Linked DNA regions of Mus musculus: region 1 is linked to region 2. A link is a contact called in public Hi-C data. All regions are on one chromosome and are shown on one strand. The core of a region is the stretch at or near the end of the contact, and the rest is flanking DNA. Distances in the headings are between cores, read along the strand shown. Region 1 holds the start of Chst8 (carbohydrate sulfotransferase 8). Region 2 overlaps Chst8 (carbohydrate sulfotransferase 8).

Region 1 (6,336 bases), core at 2,212-4,711, 34 kb after region 2:
CAGTGATTTACTGACCAGAGGGTCACTTACCCTTCAGCCAATAAGAAATGAGCTGACGTCTCCAGTATCATCTGCCACCTGAGCTCAGGCAGCTGTCCCCAGGTTACCTGAGCCAGTGAGTCTCCTCTATTTGGGGGCAGCTTTTTCCTTGGGAGGAAAAGACGCAGCTGCTCTCAAGCCAGACACGTCTAGAAATGGGCTCCAAGGGCAAAGCACCCAGGATCCTCTGGTCACCACCGTGTCCCAGGGAAGCTGCCCACCTCCAGCAAGCGTCCTGACACTGAGGCCACATATGCACACAGGCAACACCTTTACTCATCTGTTTTATTTTTGGCCATTCCCTCTGCAGAGCCTTCCTGACCTCCTCCGGCCAGCATTATATAAACCTCCTTTTAGAAGACTCATTTCCTTCTGATTAACACAGAGGCTGGGCAATGGTTCCCTATGTTTACTGACTATAATTTGTTCTGCTGTATGGGCAAACCAGAGAGGTGGGAATACATGGGCACTGAAATGGGTATCTGACTCCAGGTGAGAAGCAGGCAAGAGGCAAGAAAGTCAGATGGCAACCACACCTTCTCTGCCCCCATCAGCCCTCCAGGGGCTACAGCGGCATTCTCCCACCACAAACACCAACACAACAGCAATCACAGCTCTGAGCACCAACTTCTCTTCTATCAGCAAAACCACAAAGAGCAACGGCTGGAGCGAACTCAAGGAAAGTACAGAGAAGCAGCCAGCCCCATATTTCCAATCAGAGACATCTGATGTTGCCCCTTGGAAGTGACTGGAAGGTAAATTTTGAGATGAACCTGCCAAACATGCTTGCCCAACACCATGGGGCTAGGGGTGGGGGTGGGGGGGATAGTTAACTGAACTTTCCCAGACTTATTAGCTTACATAAACAGAGATTTGAATAAATGTTTAAAAAATGAAATTCCCTTGGTACTCTGTAATCAGTAAATGTTCATTATGGAAACACAGCAAATATGCATAAAATTTCCCAAACGATATTCCAGCTACAAGATAGAAAAGGCATCTCAAGCAGAAAACATCCTGGGTCAAACAAACCAGCTCTTCTCTCCTGGCTGAAGCCGGAGAAAAATAGATTTCATTTTGCCCACTCAGGGAATTTATAAATGAGCACACACACACACACCCCATCCGTAACTGATTGATGTCTTTCTATAAATAATTAATCATTGACCTTGCTTTGAGAAAGCCTTGACTTTTTAAATTTGGGGTCTTAAAAAAAATCAATAGCCGGGGACCATAATTCACTCCCACAAAGTCAGATTCCTGGTAAATAAATAAATAAGTTGTACCATTCATGTGTCCCAAGTGACTCCACCAAACGATGGGATGGGGTCAGACTTTGAGGTTTTCTGTGTTCAAATGCGATTGCGATATTGATCAACCCGTTTTGATTCAGTCTTTCCAGGGTCTGAATGGCACCTCTGCTGTGTGTCACTTCTCGGAGACCAATTTGCCGGAGCCTCCAGAACGTTTCCACTCTCCTCAAGAGCCCCCCCCCCCCCGCAGCCTGCCTGTGGGTGGTGGGATGGCTTGATTAAGAGAGAATAGGTAAGACGGTGCGCATCTGTAATCCTGCCTTCCGCGGCTGAGGTCAGGTCAGCTTGGATGAGACCCTGACTAAAAGAATAGAAAGCTCTCCTATGAGAGCAACCGTCCCTCCCTCATTCTTTCCAATATCTCTTTTGGGACAGGGACAGATCAGGAGGTGCTGTGGTGGTAGGTAATTTTTAAGGAGAGTTCTTCAGGGCAAAGGTTGTTTCGTACTAGGGTGGGACTGAAGACAAGGCTTCCTACCTACCAGTAAACGGTCAAGGTGAACCCAAAGAAAGTAGGCTTAGTGGCAGAAGCTCAAGCCTGTGAGTGTGGGGGAAGGTGGGGAAAGAGTTAACCTGTCTTTTACCCCTTTACCCACCCCTGCCATCTGGAGCTACATCCTTGCCCCGAACTGAGTCTCCCACTTGGCCTGCTGCCTGGCTACATCCATAGATACAGAGAGCCCAGAAGCCTGTTCCCCTTAGAACCAATCACGCTTAGGGTCCTGCTGGGAGGCGGCTTAGAGATGCATCTCCGGTGATGCCGAAATGGCTGCAGGACAGACTGTTCCAAGATCCAACCGGTATGTCCGAAATCCAGGGCACAGTTCCCCGACTGTTACAACCCCAGGTGAGGGCCGAAGGGCCCAGAGACAAGATATACAACTAAAGTTAGGGTTTGGAGTACTGCGCGGGAAATAGAGAGAGGTCACTTGATGCCCAAGCGCCACCTCTGACCCTGCCCAAACCAGAGAACGTACATTCTCCTGGCCAGGCCATAGTATGAGCAAAACAGCCCCACGCAGCAGCTGAAGTTGCAACAGCCGCTAGCTAGGGCTGAGCTCGGTCCCGCTGTAAAGCAGATCATTTCACCATCCCCTACCCTCAGCCGCCTGAGGCTCCGACTCCCGCACTCGGGGACACACGCATACACACACCTCCTTGCGATCGCTGACGCACGCACACTCGCCGGGAGCACAAAACAGGCCGGGGCCCTAGAGAGTTGAGGGGTGGAGATGCGCGCGATGGAGCGCGGGGACACCTTGCGTCTCCTGGTAGGGAGCCAAGGTCGCTTGTAACTTCCCCTTTCGCCCTACGCACCCCAACTGGCCTCTAAGTCCCAGTTCCAAGCGCACACCAAAGCCTCGGCGCTCTGGACGCTCCAGCCCGGCCCTCGAGCACTCGTCGCTCAGCGCCCAAAGCAGCTTACACGCACCCAGCATCCAGGGTTAAGAAGAGGAGCGAAGGGTCCTGGAGGCGAGCCCTAGGAGAGAGAGGCAGTTCCCAGGCGCGGAGAAAACCAAGAATCCAAAGTCTAATTAAAGTTCCCACTCACGGGGGCTGGTCCCCAAAGTATCGCCAGACCCAAGCACCGCATGCCCCAACAGCACCTGCAGCTTAGGACTCTGAACCACGTCTAGTGGCGGGGTTTGCGCTCAGAACAGTCCCGGCATCATCCTGGGATTTCCAGGGACAACCCTTCGGGTGAACTATCAACATAGAGAGGGAACAGGGCGCAGCCACTTACCTGGCACAGCCAGCGCTCTCCAGGCCACGGGTTCCTCCAGTCCGGCGGGGTTCTCGGCGGCGGGAGAATCTTCCCTCCGGAGCTCTTGGGAAGCAAGAAGGATCTCCGCCCCAGTTCGGGCCAGGCTGCGTCTTTTTCCCGGTGTAGTCCAAGGTGCGGGGAGTGGGCGATCGGCGTAGAGTCGGCGACCGGAGCGCGCGGGAGAGGTTGCGGCGGCGTGCTCCTATTGGATCTTCTGCACCGGGTGCGTCCCCCTGTCTCTGCCGCCACCGCCCGGTCCTGTCTCTTCCCCGCGGTGCCACCGGATCCGGCTCACGCGCCGGGAAGGCTCCCAGCGAAGTGCGAGCGAAGCCTCCGGCAAGGCTGGAAATAGCGCCGCGCCCGCCCGGCGCCCCGCCCCCAGTCCGGGCCCCGCCCCACGGTGGAAAGAGGCGATCCCGGTGGCAGGGCAGAGATGGGGGAAATCTCTTCCCCGATCGCTCAGCCCTCTCGGGAGCTCACGGGCGCCACGCCCACGCGCGCTCTGCGGCTTCAGCAGCCCCACTGGCCGCGCGCTCTGTGGGAGCTGCCGCTGGGCGCGGTCGGGAGGCAGCGGGGGGGTGGGGCGGTATTGGCGCGGGCTGCGCCCAGCTCGGGGATCCCCGAGTGCTGGACTCTGGTCTGCCGCTTGACTCCACTCCGCAGCTTCTTAGCTGCCACTGCCCCAGTGGCGACACTGAGTAACCCTGCGCTGACCTAGGGAAAAAGAGAAGGCGCTAGCAAGCAGGGTCTTGGACCCAAAGCTGAGCGGCCGCGGGGCTTGCAAAGGAATTGGTGCGCAGAAAAATTCAGGTAGGTTCCCAGACTACAGTACGCGTGGAATTTGGACAAGGCCTGTCTCTTGTTGGCACTCACCACTAAATTTCTGGGTCTCAGTTAACCACAAGTGCCCAGTGAGCCGGATTCTCACTTAAGAACTTCATCCTTAAGCGTCGGTCTGGCACCAGCTTGAGGGCTGAAGCAAGCAACCTCTCCCCTCCCTCCAAACCCAGAATAAATGAGTGGGGAAACCTCCTACCCACAGCCACACAGTACAAGTGTAGAACCGGGACTCGGTTCCAGGGCTGTGGATTCAAATCTTGATTTTTCCAGAGAAGAGAAGCCCCGACCTGCAGGGGGCAATCAGACACTAGAAGGGAAGGCTGGGTGCGCATCTAGCAACCATTCTCAGCGGTGCCAACCAGTAAACAAGCCTGGTCTTGAAGGGACATACAGAATAAAATTAAACAAAACAAAACAAAACAAAACTGAAAAGAAGCTTCCAGTAAAACAGAGCGGTGGCTGTGGCCTCTCCCCTCCCTGAGTGGACTGGTTGGTTGGTTGATTGGTTGGTTGGTTGACCCAGCTCCATCCCAGATGGGTGATGAAGCTAAAGACTGAGGTGGATCTGTGGCCTTTGAGTGACCAGATAAGGGTGTGGCAGCCCTGATAAGGAGCAGAGATACTAACACTAGAGATGTGGAGGGCAAGGGAGCCTCTAACACTAGCAAGCTTGAAAGGCCTGAGTGGTAGTTGGGCTTCTTTAATGACTGCTGTGAACTCAGAGTATCCAAGGATCCTCTTCAGGGCAAGTGAGTTGGCAGTCAAGCATATGGTAGCCTTCCCTTCCATTGTTTTTGTTTTGTTTCTGTTTTTGAGATAGGTTCTCTCTGTGTAGCCCAGGCTAACCATGAACACATGATCTTCCTTTCTCAGCCTCCAAGTGCTTGGGTTACAGGCATGTAACACAACACCCAGCTACCTTTTATCCCTTTTTAGTTTTGCAACAATGAAGTATGTGCTACAAGATGCCACTAAGGTGCTACTGTCAACAATTCTGGGTGGGGGTGGGGGTGGGGTTGGTGGAGCTGGGGTTGGCCCAGGTATCCCGGTTTCAAAGTGGAATGCCAGAGAGCTCAAGATGGTCTGAGGCTCCGGCTGTGCTGTGACCTCTACAGCTCCTCTGGCTGTACAAGCTACTCGTGGGAAGGAAGGTGCAAGTATATGTCCCCTTAGTCAAGTTCAGTTGAACATAATGGATTTGAGGGACAGGAGTGGAGAGTCGGGAGGATTGGGGCAGTAAAAACCCCAAGCTATAGCCAAACACTGTCAGAGCAGAGTAGAAAAGATAGAAACAAAGAAGGGGATGGGTAAAAAGTTACCTGCCTTCCAGCCAGCTGGTCCCCGTGCCTTTGTGGCTCCTCCACCTCCAAAGGGCCACACCACCCAGAGTCCTGGCCGCAGCTCCACTGAGCAGTTACCAGTGTGGTTCACATCTGCAGCTAGGCCTGAGCTATCACAGGGATTTGGTCTCAGGAGCCTGATGGTCAAGAGAACCTCTTGAGCGGTGTGCACCCTTTGGAGGGTAAGTACACACACACACACACACACACACACACACACACACACACACACACACACACCTATTCATGTCGACCCTCATGCACATGTTTGTACACACTGGCCAGTGGGGAGATGATGGAAACCTCCATCCTCAGCCCAGTGTCTTTGGACAGCAAGTGCCTTCATAGAAGAAGTTTATACAGCTTTATTCCCTAGAGCCAGTCCACACAGGCTTCCCTAGGACTGGAAAGCACAGTCGGTCAGTCCGGCCATGGTAGCTGCCCTGTGTGTGGCAATCCTCCTGGGGAGGGTGGTTTTTCCATTAGCTTCTCCAACTGTACTTATTAGCACTTATTTGCATCTAATATCCAGGCAGATACTGAGAGGAATCAACACTGCTCCATGCCTTTGACACTCCCCGAATTTTTGGCTTTTTTTTCCTCACCCCTAGTTCCTTCTTATTTGCAGAGGCCCTTGGAGGAAATCCCCAGAGGAGACCTGGGGTCCCTGGCAGGGACAAGCATGAGTTTTCCTCTGGAGATTTGCTAAGGGCTGCAGTGCCCTTTTTTGAAAGTCAGGCTCAGCCTCTGCAGCGCGGGAGGTGGAGACACACTGCAAAGCCCAGGCATGAAGCTCTGTGCGCGCTTGCGGGTTTTGATATGTGTGTCTCCACCAAAAGATTTGTGGCAAACACATCTCTTTGCATCCCAACTAAGGTACAAAGCCACTTTCATTGGATGGCCTGGTGAGTTCACAGTCTCAGCTCCCAGAGCTGCTGTGGAAGAGGTCCAGAGCCTCGCAACGAAAGGGAGGAGTGGGAGGGCCTTTACCTATGGGCAAACTCCTTGCTCCAGTTCTGAGTTGACATCTTGCTTCCCA
Region 2 (6,272 bases), core at 1,684-4,183:
GAAGCTAACCAGTGTATTCACCCATTCGCAGGTGCACACGCGTGCTCCCTCATACACAGCCTGATAGGCTTCGGTGGATGTGGAGGAAGGAGGCCCCTGAGTTTCCTAGTCCCGTGTTATGTGTCATTTGTTTAGGCCAAGTGGCCTATCTACAGTCATGTGACTAATTAACATGTAATTAACATTACACAGTCCCATGCTAATGACCTCTCCTTGTTCTGCAGCCCACGCTGCCTCGATATCAGCCCTCTGAGCCACCAGCTCACACGTGATCCTCGGGAAAGCCGAGTGAAGCATAGCAGTTCCTGACAGTACCAAGGAGGCCGGGGATGCCTTCAGCCACAGGCCTCTTCCAAAACCTGAGAGGAGGAGGTCTGCTCCAGTCTGAGTTCTGAGGCTCCCCTTGGGCTCTGCGAGACACTCCCATTGAGCCTTGTTTTATCTCTGTATTCTGAGTGCCAGTCAGACGATGCAAACTCCTCAAACTTGCCAAAAGAGTTGCCAAGGTCCCTCCCAGAGGCTCTCTCTGCCTCCAGAGGCATCGAGGAGCCAGTCCTCAAAGACACACATGCATATCCATATCAAAAATATTAATAAGGGCTGTTCTTCCACATGACCTGGGTTCAGCTCTCAGCACCCACATGACGGCTCACAACCATTTGGAGCTCCTATTCCAGGGGATTCAGTGTCCTCTTCTGGCCTCGGAGAGCACCAGGCACACATATGATAGAGACATACATGCAAGCAAAACACTCAAACACATAAAATAAAATAAATCTAATAATAACAACATATAAAAATGATCCTATAAATAATAATGATAAATAAATTTAAGTTCTATTGCTGCTCTTCAGCAAAACCATTTGCATTAAAAGCCTGCCATAACCAACCTACTTCCCACGTCCCTGTATCATTATACCCCTCTATGTCCAGATCAGTCAAACCAGGAACCCACAAATGATGGCCCATGGATCAAACTTGCCAGCCACCTGTTTCCTTGACTAAACTTTAATGTTCATATTTGCTTTCTGTAGGACTGGGCCCTTAGGCTTGAACCTAGGGCCTTGTATATATGCTCGGCCAGCACTCTACCATGGAGTCACGCCTCCAGCCCTGCAAATAAACTGGAACTGGAACAGAGCCACACCCACATGTTCCCCGCTCCATCCAGGGCTGCCCTCATGCTGCAGTATGCCAGCCAAGCAGATTCAGGGGAGACCTGCTGTCTCAAAGCCCAAGATTTTGCTTCAGCACCTTGCAGAGAATTTTTGACCTATGGCCTAAATTACAGATACAATTTCTTCATAAATTACCTGTCAATTAAGTTTTAGGGTTGCCTGTTAAACTTTGGGTGAGCCATTCAACACACTCAAAGAAACAAAAGCAAAATGCCAGAAGCTGAGGGTAAGTCGTACCGATTCCCAATCACAAATCCATACACGAGCACACAGATAAAACAGTCCCACACGGAAAGCCTTTGAGCAAGTCGATTGCAGGGAAGATTCCTTTGAAGGTTACGCCCACCTCAATCCACTCCACAGGGACCATTGGCAGAATCCTTCCTGGACTTCGATCTATACGGGTCCTTACAAATAGGAATGCAGAGGACATACAGTTGTGGCTTTTGTTGCATATGTGGGCTTTAGCCATAAATTAATTACATGTATATAATATATATGTAGTGTGTATGTGTGTGTGTGTATGTGTGTGTCTGTCTGTCTGTGTGTGGAGAGACAGCTCCAAGGTTAAGAGTGCTCACTGCCCTTTCAGTGGATCAGAGGAGTTTGGCTCCTAGCACCATGTCAGGTTACCACCTGTCATTTCGGCTCCAGATGATGCCCTCTTCTGGTCTCTGTGGGCACCTGCACTTACATGTGCACATATTCAAATATAGACATGCATACATACACACACACACACACACACACACACACACAGCCAAAAACAAAATAAATCTTGGGGCTGGAGAGATGGCTCAGTGGTTAGGAGCACTTGTTCTTGCAGAGGACTTGGGTTTGATTCCCAGCACCCCCCCCCCCCGTCAGGTGACTTACAACTGCCATTAACAGGGACACACACAGTGCGCAGACATACATGCAAGCAAAACACTCGTGCACATAAAATAAACTAATTCAAAACACATTCCTCTTTACAGACTAGCTCTTGGATCTCTTGCCCAGGTGGCACAAGCAGACATACTAAATGCTTCTTAGCTGTCCAGAAGATTCCAATGACCACCCCCACACACACACACACCAGATTCATCATTATGTTTAGCATAAACAGCCCTCCTTTTCCCCAAAATAGTACCCACTCTGCATCAACAGCAGCAACCTAAGGGAAGAGGGATTTGTATGGTTCAGTTTCAGAGAGTTACCGGCGGGTGAGGTGGAGGCTGGGGGGGAAATGGTGTTCATGGAGACAGGTGCGCACAGCTTAGACTCCACAGGCTTGGCAGGCCGGAGCACAGAGCTCCCTCCATCTCCATCCCTCATTTCTTCCAGCTCAGCCCTGCCTGAAGCTTTCCAAAATACCCCCATCAGCTGAGGGACCAAGAGTTCAAATAAATGACCCGGATAGGGACGTGTTCTCTAAATACAGAAAAGCGTCCTGCAGGTCATTTTGGAAAGCAAGCCATCAGCAGATGAACTGAAGGTCCCTGCCACAGATCTTACCTACTGGAGGATGTCCCCTCCACCCGTGGGCTCGGAGAGTCCTGTCAAGGACCCGCAGCCTTTGCTGGCACAGCCCCTATGATCCACAACTCCAAACACCCCATTCAAAGACTCGATTTGAAAGGAGAATCACTGTGAATATAAATGACTTTCTCAGAAGCTTGACTTTTAAAAAAGGAAGACGGATCTGGCCCTTGCAAATAAAAAACAGATTGAGAAGCTGAGCTTCGTGGAGTGACTTAAGCAGGCATTCAGAGTTGGCACCCGCTGGGAACAGTGCGGCAAACTCGGAGCTGGAACAGCAGAGCCCGGGGCCTGGCTCAGCAGCAGCCTTTCCTTCCCACTTCTCATTTGCCGCCTCCTCCTCTCCTCCTCCCCGCTCCCTGTACCCTCATATCATCTCTGCTTAGAAAACCCTCAGTGAACACCTACTGTGTGCTGGTTAGTGTGCCCACACCTGGTTGGCCCTACAGAGTTCCCAGTGATACCGATGAGCAAGGGACCCCAGTGTGTCACCTTGTCTGGAACAGGGGTGATGCCTGACGGGAGGCAGAGGCAGGGGAGGAGCGGTGAAGCACACTGCTCACACAGGTCTGATGGGCAGCCTGTAACCAGGGGAGGGACATTGGGAATATTTCCTTTTCAAGACCAGCCCGGCTGCAGGTGGAGAATGGAGTCACGGGGGTCAGCTCTCTGGTCACTGTGTACTCTGGGTGGGAGTGGACAGAGGAAATAGCAGAGAGCCCGCAGATAGCTAGAGCAGAGGCTCCAGAGGCTGCCCGGGAGAACCATGCTGGGCATAGGTGCCATCTTTCTTATGATGGCCCTGCTATGTAACCCTCTCTTGGAGAAAGACAAGGACCCTCGTGGGGTGGGGGCTGCACTCCTGAAGGTGACTTTATGAGCATAGACATGAGCTATAATCCACCCTGCTGTGCTGATGACATGCATGGGGCTAAGCATAGGGTTTCCCCTCAGTGGCTGTTCTGGGAGGAGGGGTCTACAGTGAGAACTTCATGCGTGGCACAGTAATCAATGCACTCCAGTCCCTGTTGGGGTAATGGGCATAGGCTCTGCCAACTGATGACCCCCTGATACTACCCAGTCTTTAGAAGAGACCCTTCCCATGATGCCGGACAATAAGATGGAACCACAGTGGTTGTCCCCATCATGTCTGTCCCCACGGGTCATCCCCCACCACCAAATCTATGGTTCCCCCTCCATGGTTTCTGCTAGCCATAGTCAAATATTACCCGGAACACTGCATAGTTCTGCAAACAATTCTTAGGTCTCAAATGACTCATATACGATAGTGTTATAGTTGTCATATTATTAGTTAGTATTAATCTCTTGCTGTGGCCAATTTACAACTTAAGCTTTATTATAGATATGTATGTGTAGGGATAAAAATGACATATATAGTGTTTGGTAACATCCCAAGTTTCCAGGGTCCCCAGGCTACAAACATACAGTCGGGGCTGCTTACTACCACACAGCCCTCTACACCCACCTTCAAGGCCAAGGGTGCTGCAACTGTGCCTTCCCACCACACACTCTTGTCCACAATGTCACTAATTCCACGTGAGTGGGAAACTGAGGCCGAGGAAGGATGTGAGCCGCATTCCAGTGAATTATTTTCGTTTGTGGAAAAACAGAAGCTGAAGGAAAGGCGGAAGGTATTGCTGCTTGTTTAATTCCTTTTCTTCCCAAATTCCCAGCAGAAGGATCAAAGAAGCATTCAAATAAGAGAACAAGGTTGGGCCTGTAACCACAGAGGGGAGCTGGTGTGTTAGGTTTCTGATGCTGTGACAAAATGCTCTCGACAATCAACTTAAAAAGAGGAAAGGTTTATTTTGGCTCCGGGTTGTAGAGGCGTCAGCCCATGTTCATTTGGTATGGAGGTAGTGCGGCACATCATGGTGGGAGCGTGCCATAGAAGCCGCCCGTTTACCTCATGGCATCCAGGAAACAAAGAGAAGAAAAGATGGGGGCTTACACCCCAATATCTCCTTCCACACATACCCTCAATGGGCTACTTCCTCATTCCCACCTGTTAATGGTCCAGCCACCTCTCAATAGCACCAAGGGTAGGACAATGAGCTTGTAACGTGTGGGCTCTTAGGAGACACATATCCAAGCCATAGCAGTTGACTGGGGATTGGGAAGGGGGAAAAAATCCTTGAAAGCCACAGTACAGAGATTTGGGCAGCTACTCAGAGGTTAGGAAGCTGGCAGATGCAAAAGCCCAACTCTTAGAGGCAAGAAGGAACTGGGAGGAAGCCAGGAGTTATTCCCACAGAGGGAACCTGCCAATACTTCACAGCATTTCACAGCACAGCATTGAAGGCTGGGAAGCAAAGGTAAGAAGATCAGGACAATATATATATAATGAGTATAGTGTTTTGCCTACATGTATGTCTGTGTACCGTGTGTGTGTGTGTGTGTGTGTGTGTGTGTGTGTGTGTTCCTGGTACCCATGGAAGCCAGAAGAAGACATCAGATCGATACCCTGAGACTTGAGTTACAGACCACTGTGTGTGAACCCCTGTGAGGGTGCTGGGAATTGAACCCAGGTCCAATGAAGGATCAGCTAGTGTTCTTAACTACTGGGTCATCTCTCTAATCCCTTTTTTTTTTTTTTTGAGACAGGGTCTCACTATGTATCCTTGGCTATCCTGGATCTTGCTATGTAGACCAGGCTAGCTTCAAAATCACCTACCTCTTTTTCCCAAGTGCTGAAGTTAGAAGTGTACAGCACATTTTAACATACTTTAAATAAGCAAATTATATGATTAAAATTAAGCGAGGATGAGCTAAGAAGTGGCTGCTCATGTCTGTAATCCCAGCACTCGGGAGAGAAAAATGTAGGAAGGAATTCACAGTCGATCTGGGCTCTAGAGTGAAGCAAAGACAAAACAAAATTAAGTGAAAAGTACTGAGGGTTAGGACCTAGAGAGATGAGTCAGAGGTTAAAGTGATCATTGTTCTTACACGGGACCTGAGTTCAGTTCCCAGCATCCACAGCAGGCAGCTCACTACCACACAACTCCAGTTCCAGGGGCCTGGTGCCCTCTTGTGGTCTCCATAGGCACTTCACCCATGTGCACTTACCCCTCCTCCACAGAGACACATGTGCACACACAATTAAAATGTTTTAAACATTTAAAGGAATATAAGTAATCTGATCTATAAGATCTGGCTCTCTTTCACACTCTTTTGTGTTCAGCAAACAGAACACATTTTTCCCCAATTGCTCAAAAATTATTTTGAAAACTTGGTTTATGTTGGACTACAAAAAAAGAAACCTCAATAGAAGTCATTATCTAACCAAAATGCAATAAGATCGAATATTAAAAAATGACAGGGAAAAATATTGGCTATGACATTGTTTTTGATGGAAGAAAGTAGAAATTATACACTCGACCTTCCCTGGGGAAAGGAGAGTCCTGTTTTCAAAGGCTCGAAGATGGAGTTAAAGAGCCAGGAGCCAGAACTGAGAGTTACAGCATCACAATCGCAAGCAAAATCAACAACACCGTCATCAGGCCAGATGATTCAACAAGTTTCATTGAGACTTGGAATGATCATGGGCTTAAG

Evidence for each region. Hi-C and Micro-C count contacts between places; a contact is called where the count stands out from the background.
Region 1: a contact with region 2 is called in a Hi-C map of cerebral cortex, with 1.9 times the contacts expected there. The contact joins the promoter of Chst8 here to the enhancer-like site in region 2. A contact is called at or near these places in 2 of 39 promoter capture datasets (epiblast stem cells and hippocampal neurons), 6 of 484 Hi-C or Micro-C datasets (cerebral cortex, cortical neurons, forebrain and 2 more) and 3 of 115 datasets of contacts at active chromatin or transcription factors (all in embryonic stem cells).

Annotation. Positions count from the first base shown.
Region 1 is chr7:34,809,250-34,815,585 of GRCm38.p6, forward strand. Chst8 (carbohydrate sulfotransferase 8) reads right to left here and starts at 3,462. Exons shown (of 4, transcript NM_175140.4): 1 at 3,097-3,462. Gm38987 (a long non-coding RNA gene) reads left to right here and starts at 3,459. Exons shown (of 3, transcript XR_881950.3): 1 at 3,459-3,927.
Region 2 is chr7:34,775,673-34,781,944 of GRCm38.p6, forward strand. The region is part of intron 1 of Chst8 (carbohydrate sulfotransferase 8); the gene reads right to left. Among named protein-coding and RNA genes, the nearest start is that of Gm38987, 34 kb to the right of the region's middle. Within about 2 kb of position 2,934, at least 22 of the 459 cell types and tissues checked have an H3K27ac peak or open chromatin away from gene starts, as enhancers often do. A contact at or near this core is called in cerebral cortex, cortical neurons, forebrain and 1 more, where this site is marked.